2 separate regions of the Mus musculus genome follow, and region 2 is linked to region 1. The links are chromatin contacts, called in public HiChIP or PLAC-seq maps. All regions are on one chromosome and are shown on one strand. The core of a region is the stretch at or near the end of the contact, and the rest is flanking DNA. Distances in the headings are between cores, read along the strand shown.

The links. HiChIP or PLAC-seq counts read pairs in DNA pulled down with a chosen protein or histone mark.
Region 2: a contact with region 1 is called in an H3K27ac HiChIP or PLAC-seq map of trophoblast stem cells, with 10 read pairs. The contact joins two enhancer-like sites. A contact is called at or near these places in 2 of 484 Hi-C or Micro-C datasets (bone marrow-derived macrophages and nephron progenitors) and 3 of 115 datasets of contacts at active chromatin or transcription factors (embryonic basal ganglia, embryonic stem cells and trophoblast stem cells).

What each region holds. Positions count from the first base shown.
Region 1 is chr12:117,449,023-117,452,766 of GRCm38.p6, forward strand. No RefSeq gene overlaps it. Among named protein-coding and RNA genes, the nearest start is that of Gm31482, 15 kb to the right of the region's middle. Within about 2 kb of position 1,254, at least 53 of the 459 cell types and tissues checked have an H3K27ac peak or open chromatin away from gene starts, as enhancers often do. A contact at or near this core is called in trophoblast stem cells, where this site is marked.
Region 2 is chr12:117,726,127-117,729,977 of GRCm38.p6, forward strand. Rapgef5 (Rap guanine nucleotide exchange factor (GEF) 5) reads left to right here. Exons shown (of 26, transcript NM_001373989.1): 19 at 2,531-2,653. Among named protein-coding and RNA genes, the nearest start is that of Cdca7l, 120 kb to the right of the region's middle. Within about 2 kb of position 1,610, at least 44 of the 459 cell types and tissues checked have an H3K27ac peak or open chromatin away from gene starts, as enhancers often do. A contact at or near this core is called in trophoblast stem cells, where this site is marked.

The DNA.
Region 1 (3,744 bases), core at 4-2,503:
TTTATTCACCTCATGCTAATCCCCAGTAACGTCCCAGGGGAAACAAGATTTATTTAAAATAAATAAATTTTATTTACCGTATTATCTGAGCAGTCAAATGATGTGCCTTAAATGTCTACCAATCTGGCTACCTCCCAGCCCCTTCCCACAATACCTGTATATTATTATTGATTTGCTTCTCTTGGACCCCTGTAAGACTCCGGGGAGCCTTAGCTTACCAGGGCCCAACCTGTGGTCTGAGAAATGCTAAGTAGCCCCTCCCTTCTGGATGGGTGAGTGTTTCATGACCTTCCCAAAGTTCTTGAGCTGACCTTTTCACCCCTTCTTCATGGCTCCAATTCCTCCATCTTTCTCACCCATCTGAATCTCCCTCTTTCCTTCCTCTTGCTAGTGGAACATCCCACTCTATTCTCTCTTCTGCCCACCCATTGGGTGGTCAGCATTTATTGATGAGGAAAAGAATAAGTGGTAAGAACAGTTTATACAAACTTGAGACAGGAGATTCTTTTTGTGTGTGTGTGCCTTTTTTTTTAAATTGGATATTTTCTTTATTTACATTTCAAAGGTTATCCCCTTCCCCAGTTTCCTCCCTCCTGGAAACCCCCATCCCATCCTCCCTTCCACCTACCCACCCACTCCCACCCCCCTGTCATCATTCCCTTATACTGGGGCATCTTTCGAGCCTTCATAGGATCAAGGACCTTTCCTCCCATTGATGCCTGACAAGGGCATCCTCTGCTACATATGCAGCTGGAACCATGTGTACTCTTGGGTTGATGGCTTAGTCTCTGAGAGCTCTAGGAGGTCTGGTTGGTTGATAGAGAGACAGGAGATTCTTGATATAAGCATTACAGTGCCAAGTCTGGATTGAAACTAGATATGATGGCAGAGAAATCAGCATTTGAATAACGCAAGGGTAAACTTTATAGTGTACAAAACAGGCCTTCGCTGGGAGGGACTACAGGTACTGAGGGATGCTGGGAGAGTTGAGAGGGGCCACAAGTACTGTGTTATATTGGAAGAGCTTGGAGGGGCTACAGGTAGTGAGACATGCTGGAAGAGCTGGCCATCGTGTTTGGTATGTTAATAGAAATCTCAGTCATTTGTCCCCAGCTCCTGAGACCTAGCACTAGGTACAGTTGACCTCAGGCACTACAGCCCTCTACTCCCACTGTAGTTACTGGGTGGGAGCCTCCAGGCTGCTGCCCTAGCCACCTCCCTGAACTGCAGGGCCTTCTGTTAGCATCCAGGCCTCTGCAGGGGCAGCATCCTATCCTCTGAGAGAGTAAACAGCCCCAGGGAAGCCTCCTTATCAGCAGGGTGTGGAAAGCACCTTTGTTTTCTTGCCTCCTTGAATTGGCAGCTGTGTGCTGTGTAAACAAGCCTGCTTGCTTAGGTCACTTGTCCCTAGGAAATCCTGGTTCCAACTCAGAGTCTATCACCTCTGGGGCAGGAAAGAAGGGTTTGGGAGCAACTTTCTCTGCTGCCACCTTTCCACCCGCATGGTTGGACTTGGCACTATTACTTTCTTTCTGTTTGTTCACCCCTTCATCTTTATTTATTCATTCAAAAAACATAATTGAGGACATTTACCCAGGAAAAGTCGCCTGAGGATGAGGGTCAGGAACACAGAATTCTGAAGTCAGGCTCCTTGGCCTCACATCTAAGGTTAAGGCAGTCTAGAACACAGGACTGTCTTGAATCACACAGGTCTTCCCCATCTCATTTTTCTTACCAGGAAATGAGGTATTTAGAAGTTAATAGAACTGCAATAGTTAAGCAATGCCCTGCACATACAGTAATTGCACATAAATCAGGAATAGCAGATCCTGCTCTCAGGAAAAATTCAGGCTGTGAGAAAAGAGTATGAACAATGGTGGCACAAGCTCATGGGCTGTGGCTAAACTGGTGGGCTGTGGCTAAGCTGGTGGGCTGTGGCTAAGCTGGTGGGCTGTGGCCGGATAAATTAGAGCATAACAAAACTAGTAAGAGTGTTACGGGGAGCTCACCAGAGAAGACCACTCAGAAATAGTCTTAGCCGATTGAAAGTCCTTATTCCTGTGGGCTGGGACTACTACTTAGGTATTCAGGACCCCCAAAACACACATCCTGTTATCTTGCAGCTACAGGGGGTGGCTTTGCCCAAGTGAGCAGCTTAACAGAAGCTAAGATAAACAGTTAGCTGGAAGGGGAGGTTTGCAGGAACAGGTAGTTTAACAGAAGCCAGGATAATTATCTGAGGCATCTTGATCTTGGGGTCCTAGAATAGAATAGTTGGGCAATTTTCCACGGAATTCTCCATCAAGGAGAACAAGTTCTAGTTAATCCTAAAATGGCTTCAACAATAATATGAGTTGGAGGAAACTCTACATTGTCTTGCCGTATCATAAAACTATTTACAGGATTCACATTCTACGATTAATACATTTGAAACTGATCCTTTTCTATGAGCCAACATATTTTTAATTGAGGACATACTCTCTCTTCATGTGCTGAATTGTTTAATAAGCGCTGAGTAAGTAAGGCTGACTAAAGGCTTTAATTTTTTAAAAATTATTTCTGTGCATGTGAACCTGTATGTAAATCTCTTACATGCAATGCCAATGGAGGCCAAAAGAGGGCGCCAGATCCACTAGACCTGGAGTTATTAGTGGTTGTGGGGTGTTGGAAACTAAACCCTGATCTGCGACGACAACAGTCATCCTGCTGTTATGTTCTGAGCCCTGAAGGCTTTTCTTATTTCTCATGTTTTCACATTGAAGCATGCCACTAACTTCTGCCAAAAATTTTTGTAGGGCATGTCTTTTGTTTCCAAGCAGAGCCTCTTTATTCAATACACATTTTATGAGGTACAACTTGTCAAATGATTTCCATTTATCATGTGTATGCTTCCCTGAAGTCCAGTGTGAGATTTCAGGCCCTTTCAATGATACTTACCTTTCAGCACAGAATATAAAGCAACTCAATTAAAACAGAGGGCCCTCACCAAATTCTTTCTGGAAATCAAGGCATTACAGTACCCACGGTTAAATTCATCTATCTCTCCCATTGAATTGATAGAGGTGATTTTAGTTTGTTTTCTGTATGCTTTTTATAATTGTAATTCGTTAAAAAAAAACTTATTCAGTCTGAAGTCTTTTGTATTCTGTCTTTTGATTAATTAAGATATTCCAACTAATTTTCACCAAAATGCAAGTAATTCTGAAGGGACTATTCCAACATAATTTGAGTGTATTATAGGATATGTTAGTGTGTATGTGTGTAGAAGGACTATTCCTGCTTTTTTGATGACTGATTTTGTTTCAAGGCAAGCCATTGTGTAATTAATATAAAATCTGACATGAGAATTTTGTGCTTAAATTATTTTGTTTTTATCTAGACATATTTGTAATTTTTTCCTACAATGGCAGTCACTATTTCCTTGAGTAGCATATCACGGTGGTTTGGGCACAGTTAAAAATTCTGTGTTCTACAAGCATTTCCAAGTATGCCCCGTAGCTTCCTTAATTTAGCAAGAACTCTGTTTTCCCACAAATCTGAGCTTCCCTCACCATTGGTGCTTCTATTATTACCAAAAAGCGCATGTTATCATCTGCTTTGATCTTTGGTTCTGAATTTAGGATTACATTCTGAGAAGCATCAGGTCATTGTTTTGGGATCAATTCCACCCAGTATTATTTTGATAGCATGAATCATATGGAAAAACTTCAAACGTCAATGTAACTACTCCATTTTCTATTTCAA
Region 2 (3,851 bases), core at 360-2,859, 280 kb after region 1:
GTGTGTGTGTGTGTGTGTGTACGTTCATTAAGCTATTTTCTCTTGCAACCACAAGTAGCCTGCCAAGTGACATGTCTTTTGCAAATCAGAGGCCTGACTTAAGGGATTAGCCTCCCTGGAATCAGTCTTACCTTTTTTCTGATTAAAAAGTATTTGAATTTATGACTCTCCATCCCATCGAATCTTGACTTAGTCTCTTTTTCCTTTTGGGGAGCTGTATGGGCATGGGGCTGAGAAATAGTCCCAGTTGTACTGAGAGACAAAGGGCCTGTCCTTTTGAGTGTCCCATTTCCTTAAATAAAAGGTAGATTTTTTTTTCAGCCTTCCCTGTGTACAATGAATCAGTAACTATGGGATATCAGATGCCTCTGAAGAGCAAGATTTGAAAAGATTAAATAAACCTGACCTTCAGATTATTCTCAGTGTGAAGTTTAAAAACATTATGGCTAAGGGGACAGCAAAGGTACTTCACAGGACTTTTTGTAGACAATGAGTTTGATTTTATTCTTGCCCATGAAAGAAAACAGTCTAAAGTATAGCTTTTGTGGATTCTTCCCAAGAAAATCCCCCACACACTCAAGCTGTCCCCCAAGCCCTTCTCCTTCAGCCACGTAGCATAATTCCACCTGATATAATTCCCCCAGGACTTTATTCCATGGGTGATGTCCCAGTGGAATAAGCAAATGCCATGAGCTGTGTTCTAGTAGGAACAAGACTCCATCCGGCCCTCCAGCATTTTCTACAACTGCTTTGGACATCATGGCATATGTCCTTGTGGGTAGCAGATTTAAGAATTTCATCTTCAGGGGTGTCTGCTTAGAACAGAGCGTGGTTGGGGCCTAGGACATGAGGACTCACTGTAACCACTAACAGTTTCTCATAGATTAACGAATCTTCCTCAAAATCAAGCCCAGAGGGTAGAGTAGAAAATAGAAAGTATTGCCTGGACAGGACACTAGTCAGCCTTGAGGAACCATGTGGTAGAAGAACTATGCTGAAGAGCAAATTTAAGGAAAAATAAAATGGACAAAAGACCAGGTTAACCATTGATTCCCACCCTATAGTCAGCTTTGGCTTTATTTCAGTGCCTTGTCCCATCCTAGCAGACAATTCCTAAGAACCCTTGACTTCCCGCCTCAGCACCACAGAATCCATAAATTCATAGACTCAGTCAGTGCCCCTGACACAACACTACATTCTCAGGGGAGGCAGAGAGGCCAGCTTGCAAGGCAGTCTCCCCTGTGGGGAAGTCTGGGAAGATTGGCTGTGTTAGGTTCTTGTTTGTTTTGTTTTTCAATACCAAACATTTTCATAAACACCAAAGTTTTAAAACTGGCATGCAGTCCATGTAATTTACTTTTGCAGAATAAGCTTGTCCCTTTTAAAAAATATTCGTTCTGAGCCGGGCGTGGTGGCGCACGCCTTTAATCCCAGCACTCAGGAGGCAGAGGCAGGCGGATTTCTGAGTTGCTACACAGAGAAACCCTGTCTCTAAAAAAACAAACAAACAAAAAAAATCCGTTCTGGGAGCTGACCCCAGGGACCTCATAGATGTTAGGCAAGCTTAAGTGCCCCTTCCTGAGTCACACCACACACCTAACTGCCTGGTCACTGAGTCACACTTGCAGCCATAATGGCCCCATCACTGAGTCACACAGCAGCCAATTCCCAGTCTTTTGGCTTTTTAAATCATTAACTCTTTGCCTCAAAACTCTCAAATGAGAAAATGTGCATTTTAATTAGAAAATTCCAATAATTTTAGAGAAAATACCAAATTGCTTATTTAATAACTTCAAACATGCTGAGAGATTTAAGGCTGTATTGGCAATGTAATAGTCTCATGCCAGATTTTGAAGGAAGTGCTGTTAGCAACCTACGTGATTAGCCCCCATTCTCCATGAGGGAAGAACAAAGCAAAACAATTGTTACATAGAACATATTAGTCACATGGGCTCTAAATAAAAAAGCTTTTATTTTTATTTCATGTCAGATTTTTTTTCACTTTCCAAGGACCTTGTAATGAAATTTGTAAGCCTGTGTCTAGGATGAGACTGGCAAAGCACGGTTCCTGTACAAGCCATGTCTGTCTTTATTGAAGTGCTCTGTGACATTTCTTTTGTTTGTTTTTATACTAACCCTCCTGGCACATTAATTTTTACCAGAAGCCAAAGTGATTCCAGGGCTTTCAGTTTCATTATGCTGTCTGTCAGGGCTGTGTTTTATAATCAGATTTGTGGATGTGGGGGAGCTGGTGGGGGAGGGGATGGGCAGGCTGAGCTCATGGAGAAGGGGGAGGGGGAGGGGCAGGCTGTCTGGGTGAAGTGTCATTGATCACATTTGACTGTTGCAGGGCTGTTTCCTAAATTGGCTGTAACTCACTGCCGGTGAACAGAGCAGGGGAAATATTAAGGGCACTCAGAAAAGATTACTTCTCTAATCTGGGTTCCTTGAGCCTTCCTACAGGCAGCCAATTCACGGTGGAACATTCGGGGACTACTGAAGATCCTTTTGCTTCTGTCTGTTGCTTTAGAATCCTTTGGCAGAAAATGAGGAATCCCAGCAAAGGTCAATGAGGATTTTGGGGATGAACACGTGGGACCTTGCTCTGGAATTAATGAGTTTTGATTGGAGTCTGTTCAATTCAATCCACGAGGTAAGCAGGGAACTGGAAAGACAGAACTGCTAAATATAGTTTTAACATTTAACTGTGTGGTTTATTTTTTTTTTTGAGACACTTGTGTATTGTGCTAGGATAGTGTGGTCTAAAAGCTATCTGGAGGAATTAAAGTATGTTGAAAGTCTGCCCCATCCTGAGGAAATTAGAATATGTCCTGTGCTTTCTTTGGTCCTTGTTCTGTCGTGAGCTTGGTGTGAGGTAAGTGTGGATGTGCTGGCCTTCTATGTACAGATACCTGTAGGCAAGTGTGTGATGTGTGGGGGTGTGGTTTTATAGGTTTATACTGATATGTAATGCCGTAATGAGATTGAAGAGTAATTTTACCTTTAGTGCTAATCTTTCCATTTCTCTCTATGTACATATATACATTTATCTTTTTACTTAGGAATATTTCATAAGTTTTATAATGTGCTACAAAACTTCAAATTCTCATATAAATTTCACATTTTTGTATATGTGAACATCTCCCCTGGGGGCATATTATAATGTTTATGAATTATATACTAGAAGCAAAGTGCTACTGACAGCTCGGTGGTAGCAATGCTCACAGGAATCAGGAGATGAAAATGCCACAGGTCTGTAGCCATGTGGTTCGTTCACCTTCCATGTAAAGAAACACTTCCTCCTGCCGTAGTCTTTCCTTCTGGAGGGACTCATGGCTTCATTCTGCAATATCTGTTAAATTTGTTCATATTTCCTCGTTAAAACATCTCAGCACTGTAAGCTGTTTGGAGTGTGTTGTGAGCTCACTCAGGCTAGATGACTTGCCTCTTCAGAAGTGTCAATCAAGAAGGATCTGCCACTGCTTGTGCCGTGTGGTTACTCCTGTAAGATGCACACACTCAATTACAAGTGAACCTCTGCCCTCATGCAGTGTGGTTACTTCTGTAAGACACACGCACTTGGTTACATAGGAATCTCTTTACTGCTTTGCCTGTGGTCATGCTAAATTATTTGTTACTGGGCTTGGCTTGCATTTGTGAACCTCTGCTCTCTGCCCTTAGTCTCCGTTTTATTTCTGTTTATGATCTTATGATGTCTTCATAACACAAATTCTCAGGGTGCAGCTTTAAAACCACAACCATCAGCACCACCTGAGATGCCATGCGCAGGCATGGTGGTGCCCACCTGTAGTCTTCTGTACTTGGAAGGCTCAGGCCAGAGAATCACTGAG